2 separate regions of the Gasterosteus aculeatus genome follow, and region 1 is linked to region 2. A link is a contact called in public Hi-C data. All regions are on one chromosome and are shown on one strand. Each heading gives the region's core, a stretch centred on a gene start, on an enhancer-like site or on the middle of the called end of the contact. The rest is flanking DNA. Distances are from core to core; before and after follow the strand shown.

The links. A called contact is a pair of places that touch in the nucleus more often than the background predicts.
Region 1: a Hi-C map of skeletal muscle shows a contact between it and region 2, with 1.6 times the contacts expected there. The contact joins two enhancer-like sites. A contact is called at or near these places in 3 of 6 Hi-C or Micro-C datasets (skeletal muscle and tail fin).

The regions. Positions count from the first base shown.
Region 1 is chr14:8,657,158-8,663,878 of fGasAcu3.hap1.1, forward strand. It overlaps nnt (nicotinamide nucleotide transhydrogenase), which reads right to left. Exons shown (of 22, transcript XM_040198331.2): 19 at 5,674-5,755; 20 at 4,544-4,662; 21 at 3,998-4,113; 22 at 912-3,153. The coding sequence ends at 3,004. Among protein-coding and RNA genes, the nearest start is that of nnt, 20 kb to the right of the region's middle. Within about 2 kb of position 4,279, at least 2 of the 9 cell types and tissues checked have open chromatin away from gene starts, as enhancers often do.
Region 2 is chr14:8,573,507-8,580,130 of fGasAcu3.hap1.1, forward strand. rai14 (retinoic acid induced 14) reads left to right here. Exons shown (of 21, transcript XM_040198339.2): 13 at 272-403; 14 at 882-983; 15 at 1,619-2,320; 16 at 2,553-3,025; 17 at 3,323-3,491; 18 at 3,594-3,761; 19 at 3,842-4,000; 20 at 4,092-4,157; 21 at 4,547-6,251. The coding sequence ends at 4,633. Among protein-coding and RNA genes, the nearest start is that of rai14, 26 kb to the left of the region's middle. Within about 2 kb of position 1,730, at least 2 of the 9 cell types and tissues checked have open chromatin away from gene starts, as enhancers often do.

The DNA of each region.
Region 1 (6,721 bases), core at 3,029-5,528, 86 kb after region 2:
TATCTATCGCAGCAACTCGCCTCTGCCGTGGGAGTAACAGCTCTCTTTAGATAACAGTCTGAGTGCTTCTTGTTGCACGATGAAGCAACCCTCATGGCGCACACATGCAATCCCCATCTTAATGGTCTATCTAGCGCCCAATCTCTAAATCTGTGTGCACCACTCCTCTGCTAAGTACCTCCAGTTCACTCCCCGCTGATGAATGCCAATCAAGTGCCGCTTGTAGGTGAAAAATAATCTCACAAACTGATGCACTTACACTTCGGTCATTATCCTGACCCTCATGATGGCATCATGCGATCTCATTCGCTTGCACACTGGCACTTTGAGGCTGCGGAGTTGGTTTTACCAACCAGTGTTGTCGCTCATCATCAACAACGAGCCGCTGTGATTATCTCTGAGTAGAAGAGAAGCTCGTTGCATGACAGCAGAGAAGAAAGATGATTAAAAAGTAAAAACACACTTGAGTTTTCAATGGCCTTTTGATTAAAGGTATGATTTGAAGACTATGCAGATGTATAGGATGCAAGGATACCCTGAGCACTTCAGTTGCATTCAAGTGTGCTAAAAATGTGGAAACCGCAGCATGGAAATGTACAAATAAAAAATGATTGTTATTTTCTCATCTCTTGCACCCAGCCGCTTGCTTCAACTATGTTCAAAATGATCAAAATGCAGATTTTTAGCACAAAGTGTTGACTAAATGTTGTGAACCCACTGTGAAAGAATGCTAAACGACCCAGGGGATACAAATAGTTTTCAACCCGATCGTAGGAAGACGGGCAGGTAACATAACCATCAAAGCAGTGGTGCACATCAGGGAAATACTCTTGATCAACTTGTTTGTTGTAAAAATTCATTCATTCGCAACTTTAAGTGTGTGTCAGGGAAGGAATAAGAGCCTCAGGAAAAAGAGTGTAAATACAGATTTATTAGGGATGAAATTGTTCTATGATAAACTAGGGAAAAAACATTTACAGTACATGTCCTCTCCTAAACGTTGCATTGAAACATTGTACAACCTCAAAACCCACAAACATGGTGCCGCTTTACAAAAATACTTCCTTTTGAAGACAAAAAGGTCGAGGGCATAAGGGTGCACATTGGCAGAACTATTAATATTTTCTAATTTGATCAATACCTTGAAAATGGCAAGAAGGTACAGCAAGTAAGCAAAATCTCAAGTTGTAAGAGAATGTATTCATGAGAAAAATAACCCCCTCGTGCACAACACACACACTGAACTATTGAGCCGCAGGCTGAGGTCTGATGGTTGAAAACGCGATGAGAACACAAGAGGCAAATGGTCGAGTTTAAGACACGTGACAGTCGACTGGTTGAATTTCAGGGTGTGGATGGAAAAGACTTGTCGGTTAGTCGTCCTGTGGGAAATTTAAACAACCATCATTGGTCAGATGACAGTCCTCTGTTATTGGTCGTTTTAGGTAGAGGTAGGATAGTTGGTCAATGCATCAGGTCCCAGGATGAAACTACATCTAACTTCTTACAGCACTAGAGACTGCTAACCGGTAACCATTTGTTCCTCCAACCGTGTACCATCAAAAGCGTGAAATGCATGAAAAAGGTGATGGCAGAGAACACTATTTACTAATCAAACAAGGACTGAGTTTCTGGTTCAGAATAGTTAAGTGTAGAGTGGGAGCTGGTCATTTTGTTAGTGATCTTTCAAAACTTCTTTGGAGGTTATCAGTAACTATTCCCTTTATAATAGTAAAATCCAAAAGGGACATTTGGGCTTTACGATTACAGCAAATGATAAACAATTTGGAAATTCTTGGTGACAATGTTAAACAATTTATGTATTTTGAATCAAGTGAAATTTTGCTTTTGACTCCTCGCACAAGTCAGGTTTACGTTTACAAAACAATCCTTCATTTCCCTTTAGAAACATAATGACAGTCAAATTGGAGGGGATGGAGCCACATAGACTTCATAAAAATAACATCCTTCTTTACCGTAAAGGCCAAAATGCCAGCATCCCATGTACTGTAACATCAGAACAGGATGATTTGATGCACCTGGTTCAAAAACATGATTAAATCCATTCAGCTACACAAGAGTGTTTGATGCAGGAGTGGTGCAGGCTCTCTTAGCATTACATTACTGCGGTGGAGTCATGCTTAATAAGGTCAGATCCATTTGGTTCATTGCAATAAATGCTCCATAGAAGCGGGTTGAATTTTAATCTGTGTGCGACTGCTACACTAGAGGCATAGGTGGACGTGACAAGACAAAAGTGGCTGGCGATGCCTTCTAAACATGATTATTATTATATTAGACCGAATACAAAAATCTTAGTATCCTATAAAAGTGGAAATGATCAAACTTTACAAAAATGTTTCTACTGTTCTGCTTTTTTTGTAGTTACTTAAACAGTAAACGGTGAGACATTAGCACGACAGTAAAATGACCTGTATGTATGATCTGTATTTAAAAAGGGAAAACCAAATTACCGTACAATAATACAGGAAAATTGGAGGAAAAAAACCCGTTGGTGCCTATGTTTCTTTCTGTTGGGTTTCACCTTTATCACACTGCTTTTCTTCATTTTCAATTACTCTAAACATTTATCATCTATTGACAATTTCCTAAAAACGTAAGTGAAATTTTACTTGTCTGCATCTACATTTCTGATGTTGCATTGCTTTACATTAATACCGGTGTGATGAAGATGACATCGTCGGTTGCTCCCCAGATTCCACAGTAAATGGTTGACCCATCCTTCCTTTAATATCTAGAAATAAAAGTTATGCCTGCTTGGCTCCTATCGCGCAAGCGTGCTTCTTTTTACAGCATCGAAACTTATTTTATTTATAGACAATAGGAAGGGTGCGCCAAAAACGTTTGAATCGTCATTGCTCAACGAGCGGAGTCACAACCGGACAATGGTCATCTTGATGTGGAGATACTTTTGGGAAAAACGCCGACTCATCGTCTTGCACCTTCCTCGCTCCACGTGTGCTCTTGGTCGAGACGTCCGCCTCACTGGCTCTGGGAATCGCGAACCTTGGCTTGAAGGGCATCGCACGTCTTCTTGGCGTCGCCGAGCAACATCGCAGTGTTGGGCTTGTAGAAGATCGGGTTGTCGACAGCTGCGTATCCCACACCCAGGGAACGTTTCATCACAACCACCTAGAGCGGGAGGAGACACAGTCACGTGCACTCATTAGCCTCAGATTGGACAGAAAAGCCCAATTTTCTAAAGAAAAATCCATTTCCAGTTATTCCTGGCATTCGCTCGTCCACGAAGGCGTCTGTCCAGCTACATTAGATCTTGAGCTGCAGCCGGGATGTTTGCTCGGTGATTTACATATTCAACAATGTTGTTTTCCATTAAAAGTACTGTTCATCCAACAGGAGACATGATTAAATGATGTGGAAGTTTAATTCGATAAAGATGGCCTTAACATCTGTAAAAGTAAAGTATGTCAATGTTTGTTAGCTTGTGTTTGCACAATTTGAAGCATTTGTGTGTATTTTCTGTAAACGCCAATTTTTTGTTGTTGCGTGAATGTATCTGTGCACCTGTATGAGAGTCTCTGTGTGCGTCCATATTAGTGTGTGTGTGTGTGTGTGGCTGGGTGGAATGTCCACTTTGATTCCCCTGGAGGAAAGCGTGGAAACAAATGGGAGCGCTGTATAAATCCCAGATTTCGGATCGGTGCCAGTGGGATGCTCCGAGTGTCGTCATTCCACAGCGACACAGTCACCACTAATGGGATCAGCATGGGACTGCACCTGGAACTGTAACAATCTGCCTCTATGCATGAGGGCCCGAGTGTGTGTGTGTGAGAAGGCGATTACAATTGTGTGTGTGTGCACGCTCTCAAATAGGAGGCCCCTCTACGGGTTGAGGCTCCAATATTCGTTTGTGGCGGTAAATAAGCATTCCAGTTGTTGTAAACTGCAGTCTTCTTCATCTTTTTGGGCTTCAGGGCGACCTCATTATCACACATACATGTGCCAGATGTCTCACCTGCTTAGACTTCCAGACCTCCAGCACGGGCATTCCCGCAATGATAGAGTTGGGATCTTCTTGGGAGGCAGAGTTCACTGTGTCGTTGGCCCCAATCACCAGGACCAGGTCAGTTTCTAGTTGGACATCCAACAATTAAAGTCAGGAAACTTATCTCTATACTTCTACCTTGTAAAAGTGCATTTATTTGTATCGGCCTTTGTCTCCATGACGATGCATCTTTTCCAATGTTTTTCTTATCAACTCAAGTTATCTAGTGGTTTAACTGCAGTCAAGCCATCACCATCAGGTTGCCAGGCGACCGGCTGAGACTTCAGGAACCCGTGAACAAGAGATATTTAGTCACCTCCTGAGTTACTATGAAACCACTACTGTGAACTAAGGAGATAAACATCTTGATAAGCTTTGAGCTTCAGAGTTTCTGGTCGGCAGATTGCTATCAGCAGAGTTAATCCAACAGGTTCCCCCGGGCTTACAGGCTTTTTACGTAACCATTCCTGAATGGTATCACATGTAGAGTCAAAGACAGAAAGGACTGGATCTTACCAGAGAAGTCTTCATTAATCTCCTCCATCTCCAGGACAATATCGTACGGGACACCAGCTTCGGCCAACAGCACATTGAGCTGACCCGGCATACGACCGGCCACAGGGTGGATACCAAACCTGTGACAACATAAGAGAACGAGCACTTTAAAAGCAAAAGTCACTGCTCTACATTAACTATAATCTGGCTTTCTCAAATCTCAACCGAGATGGGATCAAAATGAATCACATTGGGCAGAGAAACAGTAAAATGGAGGCTTTGTACAAGTGAAGTAGAGAGATGGTTGTGATTATAGGCTGGTTACACACACACACAAACTTCCCACTGCAACCCTCAACTGTGCCTTATTGCTTGAGTGTCTACGCACGTGTGTGACTGGGTATACAGAGCTCTCAAACTCAATTAGGCATGTCATGTAATCAGGGTACTAAATTAACACCAGCCACTCAATTCGATGTCTCCTTCTCACCATTTGGAGACTATTTCTTCAGTTTTCGGGGCGAGTTGAGAACGGATTCAGATATCAGAGGGTTTTGAGATCAATTAGTGACCGCGGCTGCCAATGGAAAAGTTATTTTCTGCCCTTAATGCCATTCAGACAACATCCATTAAAAAGGGCATAGAGACAAGTGTCACGCTTGCAGACTCAATAATATGAAACGCAAAATGAGGAATAAAACTGCATGTTCCGGACTGAGGTGGATGTACGGAGGGATTCCACAGGCAGGTACGAATGCTAAAAAGACGACAAGAATTCGAGAGGGCATTTGAATGGAGAAAAAGAGGAAAGACATCAAGGTAAAAGGCTTGTTTTCTGACCACCCACTTTCCACTAATCAAGTACAAATGCTCTAAGTAGCAGCAGCTGCAACATCCAGGATCAAACAGCAGAGGCAGGACTATTATGCGTGCTGTACCTCGTCCCTCCCCTCACATTTACGTTTCCTCATTCTTTCTTCGCACACAGGTCTCTTCCCATCCGCCCTGCCCCATCTCCTTGTCATCAAACTCAAAAACCACACCTCGGTTTACATCTTTCATCGTGTGCAATTTTTGGACTTTAAATCGGGCTTCCGTCAGTCTATCGATCAAGCTATTGATCTGTATCGTTAGTCTCATCACCCATTTACCTGACTTTCTTGCCAGCTTCTTGGAGCATCTTCACCAACTCAGCAATGGGGTACTGGGCCTTTGCAGCGCAGAGTCCATACCCTGTAAGACAGTTTAACACAAGGAGGCGATTAGATGATTTTAAAGCGGGGTATGACCGCACAGCTTTTACTGCAACTCACCTGTCAAAGAACATCTTCTGGTACACACAGTTCCCAGTCATTCTTAGAGTAAAATGGCCAAACGCACACAGAGCGAGGAACCACAGTTAAAGCAACCTTTAACTGGACAACCAAGTTTACGCTCTACACTGTGGCTCAACTCTCTGACCGCCTTTATTTTTTATTTTTTAAATAATTATTTCACTGCCGAGTTTCAGCAGTTTCAGGTTGAACGATGGCTAGAAAAACCCCTCCAAACTATAACTGATCATTTAAATCATGTAGCTGCTATTCATCTTAATTGCCTTTTAGTTGATTTCCATAAACGCAATATAGGCTCTGCTCTCTAAGCCGGGCCGTCTTTGTGTTTAATATTGCTGGTGTGTGGGACTTGATTTTTATCAGACGCACACAAACACACGTCAAACGGTCCAGTGGCGTTTACGAGCCTTGTCACAACAACCAGTCAGAAACTTGTCTTGTTACAGCACACCAGTCAAACAGACATTTTCAACTTCAGCATAGGAGGAAAAGAAAAGAGGAATAAAACTTTATTGACTGTAACCAGTCCAGCTAGAAAAAATCTAATGGTTTTTGTTCTCTCCATTATGGTTCTTTCCTTCCACATTCTCTGTAGAGTTTCTCCTGAAACAAAAACACAAGTGGGTCCAGGCCATGCGGAGATGGGCCAGACGAAGCCAGGAAAACAATGTTTATCAGGCCGACTCTTAACAGTTTCCACAGATGGCAATCAGGCAAAGTGACTCTGACGGCTCCAATTAGAGAGATTGGTCAAAATAGAAACAAGCGGGCAGACTGAAGGCCCGAACTGGGGACAAAAACTATCTGGTTTGATCACTACAAAAGGGAAAGAGAAGGATTACTGAATAGACCGATCCTCCATTCA
Region 2 (6,624 bases), core at 480-2,979:
TGTGCAATTAGTCCTCAGCTGTAAATATGAATTGAAAACATGTAGACAAATATGCAACATTTTTAGATTTCAGCAAACATTTTGTGGATAATAATCGTGTGATTTATATTCCAGTTGAATCTCCTGAGCCAATAAGCAAAACTCTCCCTTTCTCCCGGTTTCCCCTCCTCCTCCGTCTCTCACCTTCACGCTCTCTTCCTGACCATCTTTTTTCTTTTCTCTCCTCCCACTCCTCTTCCTCTCCACTCCTCCTTTTTTCCTCATTTCGAAGGAGGATGCGGTGAAGGGAACGACGCTGAGAGAGGAGGTTGAAAAGCTCCACGAGGAGAGGAACATGTTGCTGGAGACAATCGAGGACCTGAAGCAGTCGGTGGAGCAGACGGGTCCACAGCCGGAAACCAGGGTGACTACATCTACATCACAGATGAGCAGATTTGAACACAGATCTTTTGGCGCTAACAGACGACAAGTAAAATATTTCTTTTTTAGTTTGGAAAGAAGGACTCCTGCATTGAATTTAATTACCGGTGAATAAACATTGTGGATGAATCTTCTACCCAATGCAGCCGAAATGTAGTTTTACTTGGTGGCTATTTTGCTGCATGCTCAGCTATTTTCTTCCAAAGGTCTTTCTGGTTGCTAAAGTCTTGAATCAACATTGCTTTTGTGAGTGTAATACTAAACCCGACAACAGACCGCCGTGTGCTGCGGAACCTTTTCACCTTGGGCATTCTTGAAGGAGGTCTAACCTGAGCTTCAGACGTGTCAAAACTTGTTTTTGTTTTTCAGTAGGTAGCTAGTGGTCCCTAACGTTGCTTTTCTGTCTCTTGTGTGCCTCTGAATGTGTGTGTGTGTGTGTGTGTGTGTGTACGTGTTGACAGGTCGAACACAGTTTTACGGCATCTGCCGCTCTGGTTCGTGCTCTGCAATCCAAGATTACTGCTCTAACTTTGGAGAATCAGCAACTTGCAAGCAAACTTAAGGTATGTAACTCATTCAGCCGCGCTCATGAGTTAACAATAAACCACTGAATGAGCTCATTGAAGGTAAGACTAGGACACTATAGGAGAATAACTTTAGCTCACAAGACTTTTTAAACTTAATTAATCGCCTATAAAATGTCAGAAAATAGTGGAAAAAGTTCAAATCTCCCACAACCCAAAAAGGTCTATTCAGCCGTCGGTCCAGAACCCAAAGCCACTTTCTTTCACCATCATTTACGACAAATTACCATTCAGTTTGAGCTTAATAGTTAGACTAATTGTCTGTCAATCAATAATTGATTGATGAATGAAAATATCCTTAAACTTGGTGTGTAGAATCAAATTGAATGTCATCTGTCTGTCACGAAGGCCCCTGTGTTCTTCTTTTAAGGTTCACTTACTTTCTATTACTGTGTCAATGATTATAAAATATGTAAAGAGTAGAAAATGACTCAGCAACTCTTTAACAACTTTACTTTTCTATAAATCATTTAAATCCCTCATTTGAGTAGAGATCTTGAGAATTAGCAGATTCTTCTTGTCCTTGGTTCCTCCATGCAATTACAGACAACACACTTCAGCTCGTGCTGTGTTTTTATCAGTGAGATCTCAACATTTTCCATCCTCCACCACAGAGACATCCATCCCTCCAGGCAAGCGACGACCAGAAGGACAACAGCCGTCCGAACAGCATGGCCTCCAACTCCTCCTTCCACTCCACCCAGGATGAGTTTGAACCTCTGCCACGGGGGGAACGGGAAGACGTCCCAGTCGGAGGGGAGGAAGAAGAGAGCGAAGGCGGGAGAGCGGCCGTCAGCAGAGAGGAGATCAGACTGCTGAGACAGGCGCTGGAGAGCGTTCAAGTGAAGCTGCTAGAAACCAGGAAGGAAAACCGCTCGCTTCACGCGCAGCTGAAGCCCGAGCGGGAAGAGGAGGAGGAGGGCGGCGTGACGGAGAAAGGGAGGGAGGAGGAGTTGATGGAGAGTCTCGCGGAGCTTCAGGCAAAGCTGACTGACACTCAGGAGAGGTACCACCAAGCCGTGGAGGAGGTGGAGGATTTGAGGGAACAGGTGGAAAGGGGAGGAGGTGAGCCAGTGGAGGAGCGGGAGCTGCAGAGACGCGCATCATCCGCGCTTGAACACGAAGTGAGACAGCTGAGGGCCCTGCTCGTCCAGTCGGGATCCGAGCAGGAGGACGCGGCCCAACGCATCGGCCTGCTGGAGGAGGCCCTGAGGCGGGTGGAGGAGGAGAGACGGAGTTTAAAGGAGAAAGAGCAGAGGACGGCGCAGATTGAGGGGCTGTACACGGAGGCACAAGAGGAGATTAGAATGCTCCAGGTGAATATGGGCCTCTTTTTCTCTCTCACGTCTGTACAACTAAAAAGGGGAAATCCTCAAAGTCCATTTATGGATATTTGGGATTTCTTCTGAAAGTCAGAACTCTCCAACGCTGATTTGGCTTTTTGAATGTAGAAGAAGGCCCAGATTATGTTGCTTTAAGATATAGTTGTATCTTTCAATTCAAGTGTATTCTACTTTTTGAGATCAATAGCATCCTCTTGTTGTGTAGGAGGCTCTGAGGGGCACAGTGCCGGTTGAAGCAGCAGCCAAAGACTTTGAAGAAATGAAGGCGGAGCTAAATGAGGTAATTGCCGGGCTGCAGCGCCGCCTGCTGGAACTCTCGCACTCCTTCAGCGAAACCAAAAGCCAGCTAGGCGCTGCGCAGAAACAGCTGGCGGAGAGCAGCGCCGCCTCCGGTTCCCCCTCCGCAGAACACCAGCAGGTCCAGGTGCTGCACAGCAAGGCGGAGGAGCTGCAGGCGCTGCTAGCTGAGGCGGAGGAGAAGCACGCGGCTGCTCAGGAGGAGATCTGCCTGCTGAAGCAGGAGGCCGAAGCTCAGGCGCAGAGCTCCGTCGCCCTCTCCGACCACGCGCAGGTGATGTCGTCCCTGGGAAGTGCCATCAAAGAGCTGGAAAGCCAGTCGGAGACACTGAAAGAGCAGCTACGCCTGAAGACCTTGCAGGTGGAGGCTCTTCAGAACAGGTGAAGAAGAAAACCTGCAGCCCAAGTGGTTGATAGATATTTTTTCCAGCTTGGAGCACAGCTTGATAATGAGGCAGAGGTGGAGCGTATGAAATGGAATAAGAGCAGTGGAAGAATTAAAGTAAATGTACTTTTAACGCAATTTCAAAGTAATTCTATTTGCATTTAATGCTTCATACCAACACATTTCAGTTTTTACTCTCACTAGTTTACGGTCCAGTCTTTGCGGGCTAAACGCGTCTCCTGCTTTTGTGATGAAGTTCCCCGCGTCTTTCGCGTGTGTCTATTTCGCAAAAGGCTGACGGCAGAGAAAGACGTTACCCCAGATGACTCAGTCTCCCGCGCCGACCACGAGAACGCTCAGGAGCAGCTGCGGGGCGAGGTGAACCACCTGACGCAGCTCCTCCAGGGGGCCCTCAGAAAGCAGGACGAGATGGCTCTGGAGGCTGCTGACGCATGGCAAAAGGTGGGAAGAAAAACATTTAAACAGTGTCCGAATATTGTTCTTCCGCGTCACGTTCACGTATTTCTTAAAACGCACCCATCCGTCCTCGTATGTGTCCGTCAGGCACGGGAGAACCGCGCAGAGTGGGAGGCTCTGCAGGAGCAGGTGATGTCGACGGAGAAGGAACACCAGACGCTGACCACCAGGCTGGCCGAGTCCCAGGACGCCGTGTGCCAACTCAAGCAGCTGGTGGAGAACCACGTTGCCTCAGAGAGGGAAAAAAACAAGAGGGTGAGTGCTGATCTGTTAACCTACATTTGTCTTGTTTAACCCTTTTCTTCAATTGCATGTTTTTCCGTTTTCCCCATCAGATAGATGACCTGTCACGGGAGGTGGCGAAGCTGAAAGACGCCCTAAACAGCTTATCGCAGCTCTCCTACAGCTCCGGTCCTCCTTCCAAGAGACTGCAGCAAAACCAGCAGCTGGAGACGTTGCAGCAGCAGATCAAACAACTACAGTACCAGCTGGCTGTAAGATCTGATGCAGATGTTTGGATGGAACACGCAAGGATTACCGGTCTCAATTGTGAAATGTGGATTCACCTGATGCTTTTCTTCCCAGGAGTCAAAGAAGCAGCACCATGAGATCGTGTCAGTCTACAGGATGCACCTCCTCTACGCTGTCCAGGTAAATCAGTTTTTACCCAAAGCTTGCTAGTGAATTTTTGTACTCCCAATTCTAAAAAAATTCTATATCACAGTGCAGCCACACGGATCACCTCAGGATGAACACATGTATTCTTTCTCACTCACCAGTTTTGGTATCCAGGCAAGGACCTAGTTTTGGTTTAATTAGCCGGCGGTTTGAAATAAAATGTCTGCCTTCATCCTAATAGTCTCTGCACTCACAAGAGAGACGTTTTACAGCATATGTGACAGAAAGTAGTTCCACCGAAACCTGTGTTTTTTTTTTTCTTTGTATTTGGGCGCTCTGTAAAACCCCTTCAGTCATTTTGGGTTTGAGTAATGTTGTATTGTTTTGGTTAGTTCACTGAACGCGGCGTTCTGTGCTTTCAGGGTCAGATGGACGAGGATGTCCAGAAAGCCTTGAAGCAGATCCTGATGATGTGCAAGATGCCGAGCCAGGCCAAGGAGGCCTGCTAAGACGCACCGGGCCTGGAGTGTCCTGCACTCGTTACGCGTGCTGATCGCAGGACAACACGCGGTGCCTCTGGATGAACCTTGAGTATTTGCAGCCGGGGAATAGGTTTACAACAGAGTTCGCTGCCTTCAATAGTGTAATTTCGACCGAGTAATATCGAGAATCTTATGATGAACAATGCTTTTGGGAAACGCCCGGCCCGGCACGAAGATACTGTACATCAGTAAGTCGACCTTTGAAATAGAAGAGAACCGAGTGGTTCCAGCCAAATGTTTGAACCCAGTAAGCGCATGTTAACACTACACTGTCAATGTGCAGTGACCTGAGGTCACATGCAGTTGCATAAGCACGGCAATGCAAGCCTGCGCACTCAGACACAAACACGCATGTATGTGCGTACTAAAGCGGCTTTCATGTGGTTTGTTTCTGTTACAACGTGCGCTTCGAGGAATAAAATACTCACCAACTACTGTTGGAAGTATCCGTTTTATGATACAACAGTGTTAGTAATATTTTACTTGTTTAAAGTTTTCATGGTCGTCAACATTTTCCTCATGCAGTGTAAATTATTAGTACCCTCTCAATGCATGTGACTTAGTCGAATATACAAGCCTAACAATCACAAACTGATTTTTTTTTTTGGACGCACTTCTATGAAGAAAAAGTATGATACTGTTTGTATTGGTATTTCTGTGTAAGCACAAAATTGCTAAAACTGTACTTTACTGAATTGTACTACATGCCATATTTTCTAAAATACCGTATTTAATTGCAGATTTGATAGCTGTATTGTCAATCACCTTTTTTTGTGTAAAAGAAAATCATTTCCCTTGAGTATAACACACTATTTTGTCTAGTGACACCCGAATTACTGTCATATTCTACATCTAAGGGGGTTGAATATGATCGTCAACCGTAATCAGAAAAACATTTCAGTTGTTACAAGCGTTTCACTGTACAGGCTCAATATTTTGCCATTAGTTACTTTTACTGAAAGAGTTCTCTCGTCGTATTTTACACTCTGAATCTTTTGTTCTATTCCTTACTTGAAAAGCATGCAACGTGCTGAAAGCAGATGTTCGAGTCCTGTGCCTGGAACCATGAACATCAGCAATTCTCAATGTCATAGATGCCAATTTCACCAGGCTTCTTTATTAATGTATTAACGTTTACCAGGAATGTTTTCCCGTTCTTACATTTGTCAGACTGTGCATTTCTCTGAACGTGTCTTCTGCACCGTTGTGTCATCGCACTCCTTCGCCTTGGTACTGTACTTGGACAGCGTTGTTCTTCTGGACAATGTTTCAGACTAACACAACCAACACTAACGAAAATAGTTCGTAGATGACTGGCTGAAACTCCCGGCCAGGTTTCCTCACTCGGGAACCTTTTTTACTGGAGATGATTTACGCCTGAGTAGAGCTTTTGCTTCTTTTCATAGTTTGTAGGATATCATAAAAACTTGGCTCTTTCTTTCTCGGCCTTGACTGAAATGTTTTGTAACAAGAAAGGGAAAAGAAAAGCAACAACTGTTTTGTTGGTTGTTTTTTAAACTGAAGTGGAAGAATACCTGTTTGCCGACTGCTTTGTTGCACACAATAATACATTTTCAAGAACCTGTACCAGTGTGTGTCTGTCTGTGTTTCCCCATCGCTTGATTCCCAAAAATTGTGAAAATTAACTAATTTCTAAGAAAGGTCCTTTTCAAATGAAAACTTTGTTTTTCATCGTGTGAATGCACACAAGTACAGCGATCCAGCACCAATACGTCTGCCACAGAATATCTGCACACACTCCTCCTATACTTCTAAACATTAAATATAAGACTAAGACAACCTGAACACATTTTAAATGACTTTTTTCAATTAATAAAGGAAAAATAGCAACACTTTATCTCACCCAATGTAATAATTCCCCCCCTTAACATCTTAAGCAGCAACAGCTGCAACCAAACTCTTCCAATAACTGAACGTCAGTCTTTTAGGTGGCTGTG